Regions from separate parts of the Triticum aestivum genome. Here region 1 is linked to region 2. Evidence: chromatin contacts called from public Hi-C data. All regions are on one chromosome and are shown on one strand. The core of a region is the stretch at or near the end of the contact, and the rest is flanking DNA. Distances in the headings are between cores, read along the strand shown. Region 1 holds the start of LOC543386 (elongation factor 1-alpha-like). Region 2 holds the start of LOC123092489.

What was found. A called contact is a pair of places that touch in the nucleus more often than the background predicts.
Region 1: a contact with region 2 is called in a Hi-C map of leaf, with 6 times the contacts expected there. The contact joins the promoter of LOC543386 here to the promoter of LOC123092489 in region 2. A contact is called at or near these places in 2 of 5 Hi-C or Micro-C datasets (both in leaf) and 1 of 1 datasets of contacts at active chromatin or transcription factors (leaf).

The regions. Positions count from the first base shown.
Region 1 is chr4B:422,826,193-422,831,628 of IWGSC CS RefSeq v2.1, reverse strand. It overlaps LOC543386 (elongation factor 1-alpha-like), which reads left to right and starts at 2,141. Exons shown (of 3, transcript NM_001405793.1): 1 at 2,141-2,367; 2 at 2,985-3,474; 3 at 4,068-5,436. The coding sequence starts at 2,204. The coding sequence ends at 4,949. It overlaps LOC123092490 (protein disulfide isomerase-like 5-1), which reads right to left. Exons shown (of 5, transcript NM_001405796.1): 5 at 5,408-5,436.
Region 2 is chr4B:422,408,994-422,414,206 of IWGSC CS RefSeq v2.1, reverse strand. It overlaps LOC123092489, which reads left to right and starts at 3,648. Exons shown (of 4, transcript XM_044514275.1): 1 at 3,648-3,898. LOC123092487 reads left to right here. Exons shown (of 6, transcript XM_044514274.1): 2 at 204-395; 3 at 479-718; 4 at 1,539-1,756; 5 at 2,384-2,635; 6 at 2,815-3,348. The coding sequence ends at 3,099.

The sequences.
Region 1 (5,436 bases), core at 892-3,391, 420 kb before region 2:
TTTAGGGCTTGTTGAGTTGTGCCCTCAGCAGAACCTGAATCTTGTCATGCTTTGTCTATGCGCTAATCGTGTGCGTGTGTGGTGTGTGCTTGTGTGTTGGAACTTTGTGGCTCTGATGGTTTACTTTATATAAAGTTCTAAAAAAACAAAAAGATTAAATATATATATTTTTATTATAGATTATGATACGCGTGCACGCTTACTAGTTACATGATCTACACTACTTATAAAAGAGCAAACATGTTGGAATAAAGCGTTCAATTGCTTCCGACTAACAACCCAGGTCATTCCAAGGTTGATCACAACTGAACGCAACTCACATCCTACAAACTGTGCAACTCCCATATTAACACGCGAGCACACACTACAAATGAAAGAAAAAAAATCAGCGCCCATTTTACAAAAGAAACAAAATTACAGTATTTATCTCCTTCCATAAAAAATGCACATTCTACAGTTCGCTATCCAGGTTGCTTGTGCAGTTACCAATCGCATGATTCTTTTGGCCGTCTACGTGACACGTCGGCCATAGCGAATATGCTGTCGGGCGGTTGCCAATCGCATGATTCTTTTGTCCGTCTTTGTGACACATCGGCCATGACGAATATGCTGTCGGGAGTCATGGCTGCGGGTAGCCATGGGACACCACCATTGCTCAAGGGCCACCCGCTGCATCCACCGTCGCAGGCAGGGCCACGACGGAGGGCTGTCATCGTGCGGCTTACGCCTAGGCCGGGAGCAGCCGAAGATGGGGAGCCACCGTTAGTGGCTGCGAGGACCTGCACCCCCTTCGCCGTTGATAGCTACGCCGCATGACGGCCTCGTCGGGGAAGAAGGAGGTTGTCACGGCTCACCTTGGTCAAAGAAGCCGAGCCGTGTGTTGGCAGTTGATGCGCCGGCCGGGGCTGCGTAGGAGGAAGATACCTCACCTGGGGCATAGGCCATGCATTGTCGCGCCGTCACATGCTTCTGCTCTGCAGCCGCACCGAGCGTTGGTCATTCGGGAGCCTGATGGTGGAAGGCGTCCATGAGTCTAGAGCAGTGGATTGTGAGCCACCGCCCACGCCCACGCTAGTGGGGAAACTATCGTCGAGGCCGATGGTGCCCCATCGGCCTCTTGCCTTCGATCTAATGAAGTGATTCGTCCAAATACGTCAATTGCTAAGTATTAGTCCTTTGTACCGAGGTCACAGTTTTTGTACATATTTTGAAGTAGTCCCTCCAGTCCTTTTTACATCCCATATAAGATTTGTCTGAAGTCAAACTTGGTAAAGTTTAACCATATTTATATAAAAAGGTATCAACATCTACAATACTAAAGTTATACAATATGAAAACTAAATTCATGATGCAACTAATAATATTGATTTTGTATTGTGAATGTTGATATTTTTTTCATAAAGTTAGTTAAATTTTACGAAGCTTGACTTCAGACAAATTTTATATGAAAAGTAAAAAGGCCCGAAGAAAGTATGAAGTGAACAAAGCTCTAAACAATATTCCATCCATGGAGCGAAGCATCATAGATTGCATCAACAAATGGACCTTCAAGGAAGAATCATCATCAAATAATAAACAACTGATAATGTTGCTACTTGTTTTTCTTAATATTTTTGTAATAAATTATAATACATTTATTTAATTGTTAATTTTATGTGAAGACATGTCTACAGATCGTGTGTTACACGCATGTTCACATTGTTGGCATGAGACACATTTAAATAGCTCGGTATACAAAATAGTTTGTTATACAAAGTCGCTACAAAGTAAAATATAAAATATATTTTTTTAACACAATATAGACGCAAGCACGGCATATCATCTTGAAATTTACGAAGTCACCGTAGGCACTTCGTCATCGACGGGAACGTCTCCTCCCACTGAATGCGCATCGCCGGAAATCCTGAAATAAATCCAGTAAATGCGAGCACCAGGATTTAAACCCTGGTGGGTTGTGGATACCACAGTCCCTCTAACCATCCAACCACATTGTGCTTGTTTATAATATTACTACAATGTCAAAAAACACTTGAGTAGTTTTTTTTAGTTATATGAATGAGCTAATCCACTTCGTGCCTTCAAGTACGAAAGTCGGTAACCGGATCCCCAGGAATCCAGGACAGGGAACTTGCCGGCCGCGCAATGTCCAAACACGCCATTACCGCCTAAAACATCTCATTCGTACGATCAAAACCGAGCGGCCATGATTTCCTGCAACGACAGCCATCAGACATGGATCAGACGGCCAGGAAGGAACCCTAGCAACCCCCGTTGCCAATATAAAGAGGGGAGGCATTCCGCTCTCCCACCCCCATCCTCAATCTCCTCCCGCCGCCGCCTCCCCTCCCTTCGTTCTTCTTCTTCGAGGTCAGTTTCCCGATCCAGTTCCCTTCTCTTTTCAGATGCGTTGTCCATGGCTGCCGAGAAGCTCTAGATCTACGCGCATGTCTCAGTTTCTGTTTAGTTGCCCGTAGCGTGCGAGCCGCTGGAGTATTAGGAGCCTTTCGAGCGGATCGTTCTTCCGTTTCTACTTTGAAGGGCTCTCCGCTAATACTGTTGCCTTGATCCGTAGTTTGCTAGGGTCATGTTCCTAATTTGTTAGCGCAATTGCAAGCTCGCAATACCGAATCATCTCTGCTCCTTGTTCGTATATTTATCGGTCCATGGACGTATACTTTTAGTTCGTAGGATGCACAGATTACAGTCGTGTGGAATATTTATATGTCGCTCCATCGTTTTTTTTGTCGTTCCCTGGTGGTGTTGCCGAGATCTAGTTATGGCTTCTGCATGATATGCTGGAGGTGTAATAACATCTTATTAGACCATCTTTTTACTGTTAACCGTCATAGCATCTTATTAAACCATCTTTTTACCGTTTACCGTCACGGGTTAGCTAAGATATTTGATCTATCAGTTTATGTCACTTGTCCACATGATGATTCCCTGTGTCCGTTAGTTTTAATAATCTTTTTTCTGTGTCGCAGTTGGGTAGTTTACCTCTACCCACCAGCCATGGGTAAGGAGAAGACTCACATCAACATCGTGGTCATTGGCCATGTCGACTCTGGCAAGTCGACGACCACTGGCCACCTGATCTACAAGCTTGGAGGCATTGACAAGCGTGTCATCGAGAGGTTCGAGAAGGAAGCCGCTGAGATGAACAAGAGGTCTTTCAAGTACGCGTGGGTGCTTGACAAGCTCAAGGCCGAGCGTGAGAGAGGTATCACCATCGATATTGCTCTCTGGAAGTTCGAGACCACCAAGTACTACTGCACCGTCATTGATGCCCCTGGTCACCGTGACTTCATCAAGAACATGATCACCGGTACCTCCCAGGCTGACTGTGCTGTTCTCATCATCGACTCCACCACTGGTGGTTTTGAGGCTGGTATCTCCAAGGATGGCCAGACACGTGAGCACGCCCTCCTTGCTTTCACTCTTGGAGTGAAGCAGATGATCTGCTGCTGCAACAAGGTATAACTTGTGAAAAATCTTCATTCCTGATAGGCCATGTAACCATATTACTTTGTGTAGATGTTGCTACTTGTGTGGTAGACTTATTTGAGGTTGTTATATTATCTGAGTGCTTGATTTTAACTAACATGTACACATGCTCTGAATCAATTGCTTGATTTTAACAAACATGTACACATGCTCTGAAACAATTGCTTAATTTCATATTGCTGTACACATTTTGATTGTAGTGGTCTAATTGTATGTTTTCTGTAGTACATTTGGATACACCAGCTTCTACCTGTATGAATCTAAATGTAATATTAAATGGTGTATTGAGTTGGATGTGAATTAATTAATCATCATATGTTTACTAACCACAATGTAAATATGTCTGTTGTTATCCTGTACTCCTGTAACTAGTTGATTGTTCTAATGTTTAATTCTCACTCTGTGATTTGTACTGCTGTGCTAGTTGATTGTTCTGATTGTTTATGCTAGTTATAATAGTATAATAAAGTCTCTTGCTGTTATCTGTTCGCAATATCTTACAGTTCCATCGTAGCTCTGAGTATCATTTAACTAAAGATGTCCTTCTACTGTTATGTTTTTAGATGGACGCCACCACTCCCAAGTACTCAAAGGCGCGTTATGAAGAAATTGTCAAGGAGGTCTCTTCCTACCTGAAGAAGGTCGGCTACAACCCTGACAAGGTTCCCTTCGTCCCCATCTCTGGGTTTGAGGGTGACAACATGATTGAGAGGTCCACCAACCTTGACTGGTACAAGGGCCCAACCCTTCTTGAGGCGCTTGACCAGATCAACGAGCCCAAGAGGCCCTCAGACAAGCCCCTCCGTCTTCCCCTCCAGGACGTTTACAAGATTGGTGGCATTGGAACTGTGCCTGTTGGCCGTGTTGAGACTGGTGTCATCAAGCCTGGTATGGTTGTCACCTTTGGTCCCACTGGTCTGACAACTGAGGTCAAGTCCGTTGAGATGCACCATGAGTCTCTCCTGGAGGCGCTTCCTGGTGACAACGTTGGCTTCAATGTCAAGAATGTTGCCGTGAAGGATCTGAAGCGTGGTTTTGTTGCATCCAACTCCAAGGATGACCCTGCCAAGGAGGCAGCCAACTTCACCTCCCAGGTCATCATCATGAACCACCCTGGTCAGATTGGCAACGGCTACGCCCCAGTGCTGGACTGCCACACCTCGCACATTGCTGTCAAGTTTGCTGAGCTGGTGACCAAGATCGACAGGCGATCTGGTAAGGAGCTGGAGGCCCTGCCCAAGTTCCTCAAGAATGGTGATGCTGGCATAGTGAAGATGATTCCCACCAAGCCCATGGTTGTGGAGACCTTTGCTACTTACCCACCTCTTGGTCGTTTTGCTGTCCGTGACATGAGGCAAACTGTGGCTGTTGGTGTCATCAAGGGTGTGGAGAAGAAGGACCCAACCGGCGCCAAGGTGACCAAGGCTGCCATCAAGAAGAAATGAGGCGTTTACCTGAATCCATCTATGTCTGCTTTTGAGATCTCTAGTAGTTTAGTGCAAGTTTTGCTACTGTTAGCGCCGTGTGATATGCGCCCTGTTGATGTGTCATTTGAGTACTGTCGTTAATTTTGGCTTTTGGCAAAACATGGAAGCTTCTGAGACTACTCATTTTTATCCTCTGCTTTGGAATGTTAGGCTGCTACTTTTAGTCTTAGCTGCTGTTTCTCTTTGAAGCCTTTGGTGTTCTTTTGTCGTGATAATAGCAGGTTGTTTTCATTCTCAGATCTGCTTGGATTGATCCCCATCTAGGCCTACCAAAATATGTTTGGCTAATAGAGGCATGACCAAAATGTTGGGGCTTGCTTGGATAGTACTAACTACGAAATTTTTGGCAAAAATCATAGGCTTTGATCTGTTTTCAAGCCAAAAGATCAGCCATGTAGTAAAATGCAGTTCGTTACAATCAAATCTGAACTAATGCGCAAATAAA
Region 2 (5,213 bases), core at 2,399-4,898:
AAGAATAGCAGTATAGAACATCTATCCACAGTGCCATTGCAAATGCTTATAGTCATTGCACAATCATTTTGTCATTGCACAGTGACCGGAAGAACTCTTGTATGAAGTGTTTCAGTCAACAGCGAAATTTTATGTGCATGTAGAATAAGAGCACGCACTACTCCTAATTTGATTACTTCATTAGTGACACTATTTCTGTGCAGTGTTAGGTGTAGGAAGTAGCGATGATACCCCAGTGGAGCAACCGAAGAAACTTTACATAAGCCCACCAAATGCTAAAAGATTCCAACTTCCTGATGGACGGCATCTGGCTTACGAAGAAAAAGGAATTTCAGCTGACAGGGCAAGATTTTCACTGGTTGCTCCCCATTCATTTCTTTCGTCAAGGCTAGCAGGTAAGAACAGCTGTTACATTGCTTCTGGGCTATTGTATTGCGCCATGCTGCTGTTTTTATCCATTGTGCTCCTTTCTATGCAGGAATCCCTGGAATCAGCTCATCCCTTCTAGAGGAATTTGGGGCACGACTTGTGACCTATGATCTTCCTGGTTTTGGTGAAAGTGATCCTCATCCAGGCCGAAATCTGAATTCTTCTGCATTAGACATGCTTCATTTGGCCGATGCCCTTGGGATTGTGGACAAGTTCTGGGTTGTAGGCTATTCTGGAGGTGGCATGCATGCTTGGAGTGCTCTGCGCTACATTCCTGACCGGGTGGCAGGTAGCCTACACCAGCTGCTATTCTATGTTCTTTTGCAGTGTTCTGTTCATAAGCCTTTCCTATTCCGTATATGTATCCTCCCCTTACTTTGATAAATAGGTCATGATGCTGATATCACCGTTAGTCAGTTTTATTTTTTGTGATTGCGCCTTCTGATTGTCTGGTATCGACATCATACTTTCTTATGATTGTTACTTAATGTTTGTTCTTACTGGCATGACTTGAGAAAAAGCAGTATTTCAGACGCTCTTAAGCAAATTACCATCCTTTTGATTTGATAAGAATGTAATGGTTACAGAATCAGATGACCAAACATCGTCTAATACTGTCTTCGAGGTTTTTTTTTAATTTTCATTAGTTAAGCAAAACAACAGGATATGCTTCTAATATAGAGCACCACATGCCTGTTCCTTCTTTGGGATTTTAGTTTTGTCAAGACATAGTAATGACTATTTTTGAGGGCAGGCCTGGCGCAGTGGTGAAGTCCTCCCCACTTATGCCAAGAGGTCCTGGGTTCGAACCAGCCTCTCTGCATTGCACTTTTGCAGGGGTAAGACTAGGTTCCTATAATTCCTCCCCAGACCCCACCCTGTGTGGGAGCTTCTATGCACTGGGTCTGTCCTGTCCTTTATAGTAATGACTGTTTTTACTTCCATGTCTATCACTATTCCATCTTAAGCTGTAAAATTATGTTCAGTCAAAATCATTTTTGGGTTATATTCTAACAACATACTAGATCCTACATATTTTTATTGAAGTATTTGTGATATTTTACGCTTACTATGTAATTCTTGTCGGTGACACATTGCCGTAAATCCAGGTGCAGCAATGTTCGCCCCTATGGCAAATCCATATGACTCCAAGATGACCAAGGATGAGAAACGTAAAATATGGGACAGATGGTCAACTAAACGAAAACTAATGCACATTTTAGCTCGGAGGTTCCCATCACTATTACGCCTCTTCTATCACCGAAGCTTCCTTTCTGGAAAGCAAGGACAGCCTGAGAGTTGGTTATCATTGTCAATGGGAAAGAAGGTATGCTGTTATCAGTGTTTCGTACAATCTGTTTTTTAGACAAAATGTTCTGTACAATCTTCAGGTGCAAATGTTATCTTGGTTTTCTTTTGTAAATATGGGAATTGGTACCATTATGTGCCATTGTTTGCTGTACTATCCCCGCCCATTAGGTGAACCAGATGCAGGATTTGTAGTGGGGTATCTTGTAGACATGGAAGATCACATTTTATTGTAGTGGGATACCTCAGACAATGATACAAGAGTAGGCCATGTGTTGAAGTTAGGAAAAGAGAAACTTGTGATCTTTATAGGAAGATATAACATCACATTTGAATAAAATTGCAACTCAATCCTTATCTAACCAATATAAGACCCTATAGATACAGCATTTTTAGCTTTAGTTATTGAGTGAATTAAAGAATAATTACTGTTAGTGGGATCGGTTTGTCATGCCTGCACTGCAATGCCCTCTGAATCATGTTATTTTGTCCTTGTCATACCGTAATTGCAGCATCAGTTTCATAAAGGATAGCAACATCCTCACCATTGTTTTGTTGCATGGAAGTGTTAGTAACTGATTCATTTTCGAAGCTTGAGCATTCACCCTTTTTCATGCCAAATACTAATCCTTTATGCATTACTCAGGACAAAACTTTACTGGAAGCTCCTACATTCAACGCATTCTGGGAAAAGGATGTTGCAGAGTCTGTGCGCCAGGGAGATGCGCAGCCATTTGTCGAGGAAGCTGTGCTGCAAGTATCTGATTGGGGTTTCAGCTTGTCAGACATTCAAATGCAGAAGAAAGAGGATCAGGGAGTATTTGAATTTATCAAGTCTCTGTTCAGTCAGGCTGAACGAGAGTGGGTGGGATTTCTGGGCCCAATCCACATTTGGCAGGTTCGCAGTCTGTTTCCTAGAAATAATTGTTGATTTTGAATTGAGTTGGCATATTCGTGCGCAGTTGTAGTTTATTCCAATCATATGGATATTTGAGCTTGATTTCTATTTGAATGAGAGTGACTTGTGGTTAGTACAAAAGAGAATGAAGCACTAAACTCTGTTCATTCTTTTAACAGGGAATGGATGACCGGGTGGTGCCCCCATCGGCGACCGAGTTTGCCCGGAGGATGGTTCCGGGGGCCACTGTACACAAGCTTCTGGACGAAGGCCACTTCTCATACTTCTGTTTCTGCGACGAGTGCCACCGGCAGATATTCTCCACCCTGTTTGGCACCCCGCAGGGCCCTCTGAATCCTGCACCGGAATCCAGCGAAGCGGCCCCGGAACCGGCGGAAGAAACAAGCCCTGCATACGACGAAGAAGTTGCAGAGCAGGAGCAGGAAACATCAGGCCTGGCCTGACCATGTTCAGCCTCAGGATCATGAGTATAGATACAAGGGTACAACAAGACGTTACTAGTAGGAACCTCAGAGAAAAGATAGGCTTTTCCTTCCTTGCCGCCAGTGGAGAAAATGCTGACCGAGTGTAAAACAAAGCTCTGTGTCTGGGGTCTGGATGGGGGGCTTGCACCGACTGTGCTGGTTCAGTATAATGTACAGAAAAAGCCTTGAAAGGTCTGCAAAAGAAATCACCTGCTTGGTGCGCCTCTAGCGTAGCTCTCTCGATGTTGGGCATTCGATTGGCCTGTGATTGCGCGACGCGCTTGCGTACCTATTCTGCACATTTGCTTACCATGTGATGTAATGGGATGGTTGGTTGTATTGCTCTCTCAGCTATGCTATGCAGAAGTAAAGTAACCTTGGCTGTGCCAGCCCCTCCTGATTCCTGAAATATAGCATTTGCTTCCTCTCGTGTGTTGCCTTTTCCTTTTTTTTTTGTTTTTGAAGAACGCCATAGGTTCGATCTGGCCTCCCTTATGTCACCGTTAGGAGCAGGGAGACTTGACGAGGCAAAGGCCAAAGGAGCCCCCCTTCCGCGGCTTGCCGGAGACGGCGAATTGGAGAGCGCAAAACGGAGAGAGAGGGTCTCTTTTGCCATCTTACAGGCGGGGCCCGCTTGAATTCCCGGTTTTGCCCCTGCCAAGTCAATTGACCAGGAGAGGGACGCGTTCGTGTTCCCTGCTCTTCGTCGACGCCGACGGGGGGTCTCCACGGCGACATACCGGCGGACGGCGGCGGATCCCTCCCGGTGAAGGCGACGGTGAGTCTCCTCTCTTCTCCCCTCTTCGCCAAGTCCCCATGTCCCACGGCGGCGACCTAGGGCTAGGTTTAGGTGGTCGCCGCCGCCCCGTGCCCCTGTTGGCCGCCGCCGCCCCTAGCCGCCGCCGCCCCTGGCCGTCTCCTGCGTCCTCGGCCTGGCCGCCGCCCCTTGGTCGTCTCCCGCGTCCACGACATGGACGCTGCCCCTGGCTTGCTGCTGCTGCTTGTGGGGAGCAATGGGGAGCAGCAAGCGCACGGGACGGCGCCAGAGAGCTGCAGGTGCGGCAACGAGCAGCAGCAAGGTGCAGCGGCGGGGAGCAGCAGCAACGTGCGCCTGCGGGGAGCAGCAAGGGCGGAGGAAGCTAGGCTCATCGGGCAACTTGGGGAATTTTGGGGATTTTACGTGACCTGTTCATTATTCAGTCAAACGTGTACAAATGGCAATTTGGTCAATGGTTTTGGGCATATACTTTCCATTACTATTGAAATGATTGTTTTTGAGGGGAAAAAGGCAAAATATCAAAGTGCAAAAAATAGAGTGGCAAAAGATCAAATACTCCCTCCGTTCCTAAATACATACTAGTTCATTTGAACTACCAAAATGTCATATATTTAGGAACAGAGGAAGTACAAATTAAGGAGTGACAAAAGATTAAATTCCTAGCTCGCCGCCCAGCCGACTCTTTGCCTCGACAGAAACCACCTGCCACAAAGGTTGGTGTTGGTTGCCTTAAGTTTTGAATGCGAGTAAACATAATATGCACATGTGTAGATGTGTTGAGATGCAATGAGATTTGTAGATGCTCATTGTATTGATCATGAACCTGTGTATATGAACCTGTGATAGTATTGCTGTAGTAGTATTTGGTGCTCACTGTGTAGATAACTTTTTAATTGCAAATTCTTGATGACAATCAGAAACAGAGTGATCCTGTAATGTTTGTGATTTCGTTAGTGATTTTGCTGCTAATGTTGGAGGCAACCCCATGGGATCAAGGCAAATATGAGGTATCCATTGCCGGCCAGGGGCTCATTCCAAATGATTGCGTAGCTATTATAGTTAACCCCAAGACTAGCTTACTCCATTTGATATTGTTGACTTATTGTTGTGAATTAGACCAAAGTGTTGACAAACTGCAGTCAGTTTGCTTAAACTTTGTCTGCTCTACTGTCTTACATCTTCTGCCTGTCTGGGTCACCAAAAGATGATTTGAGTGCTTTGAATATTCTTTTCTGGTTATTGAGCGCTGTGAGTAATCTGGTGCTTTCAATGAAGCTTACATGTATAGTTGATCATTAATTCAATGCTAAAAGGG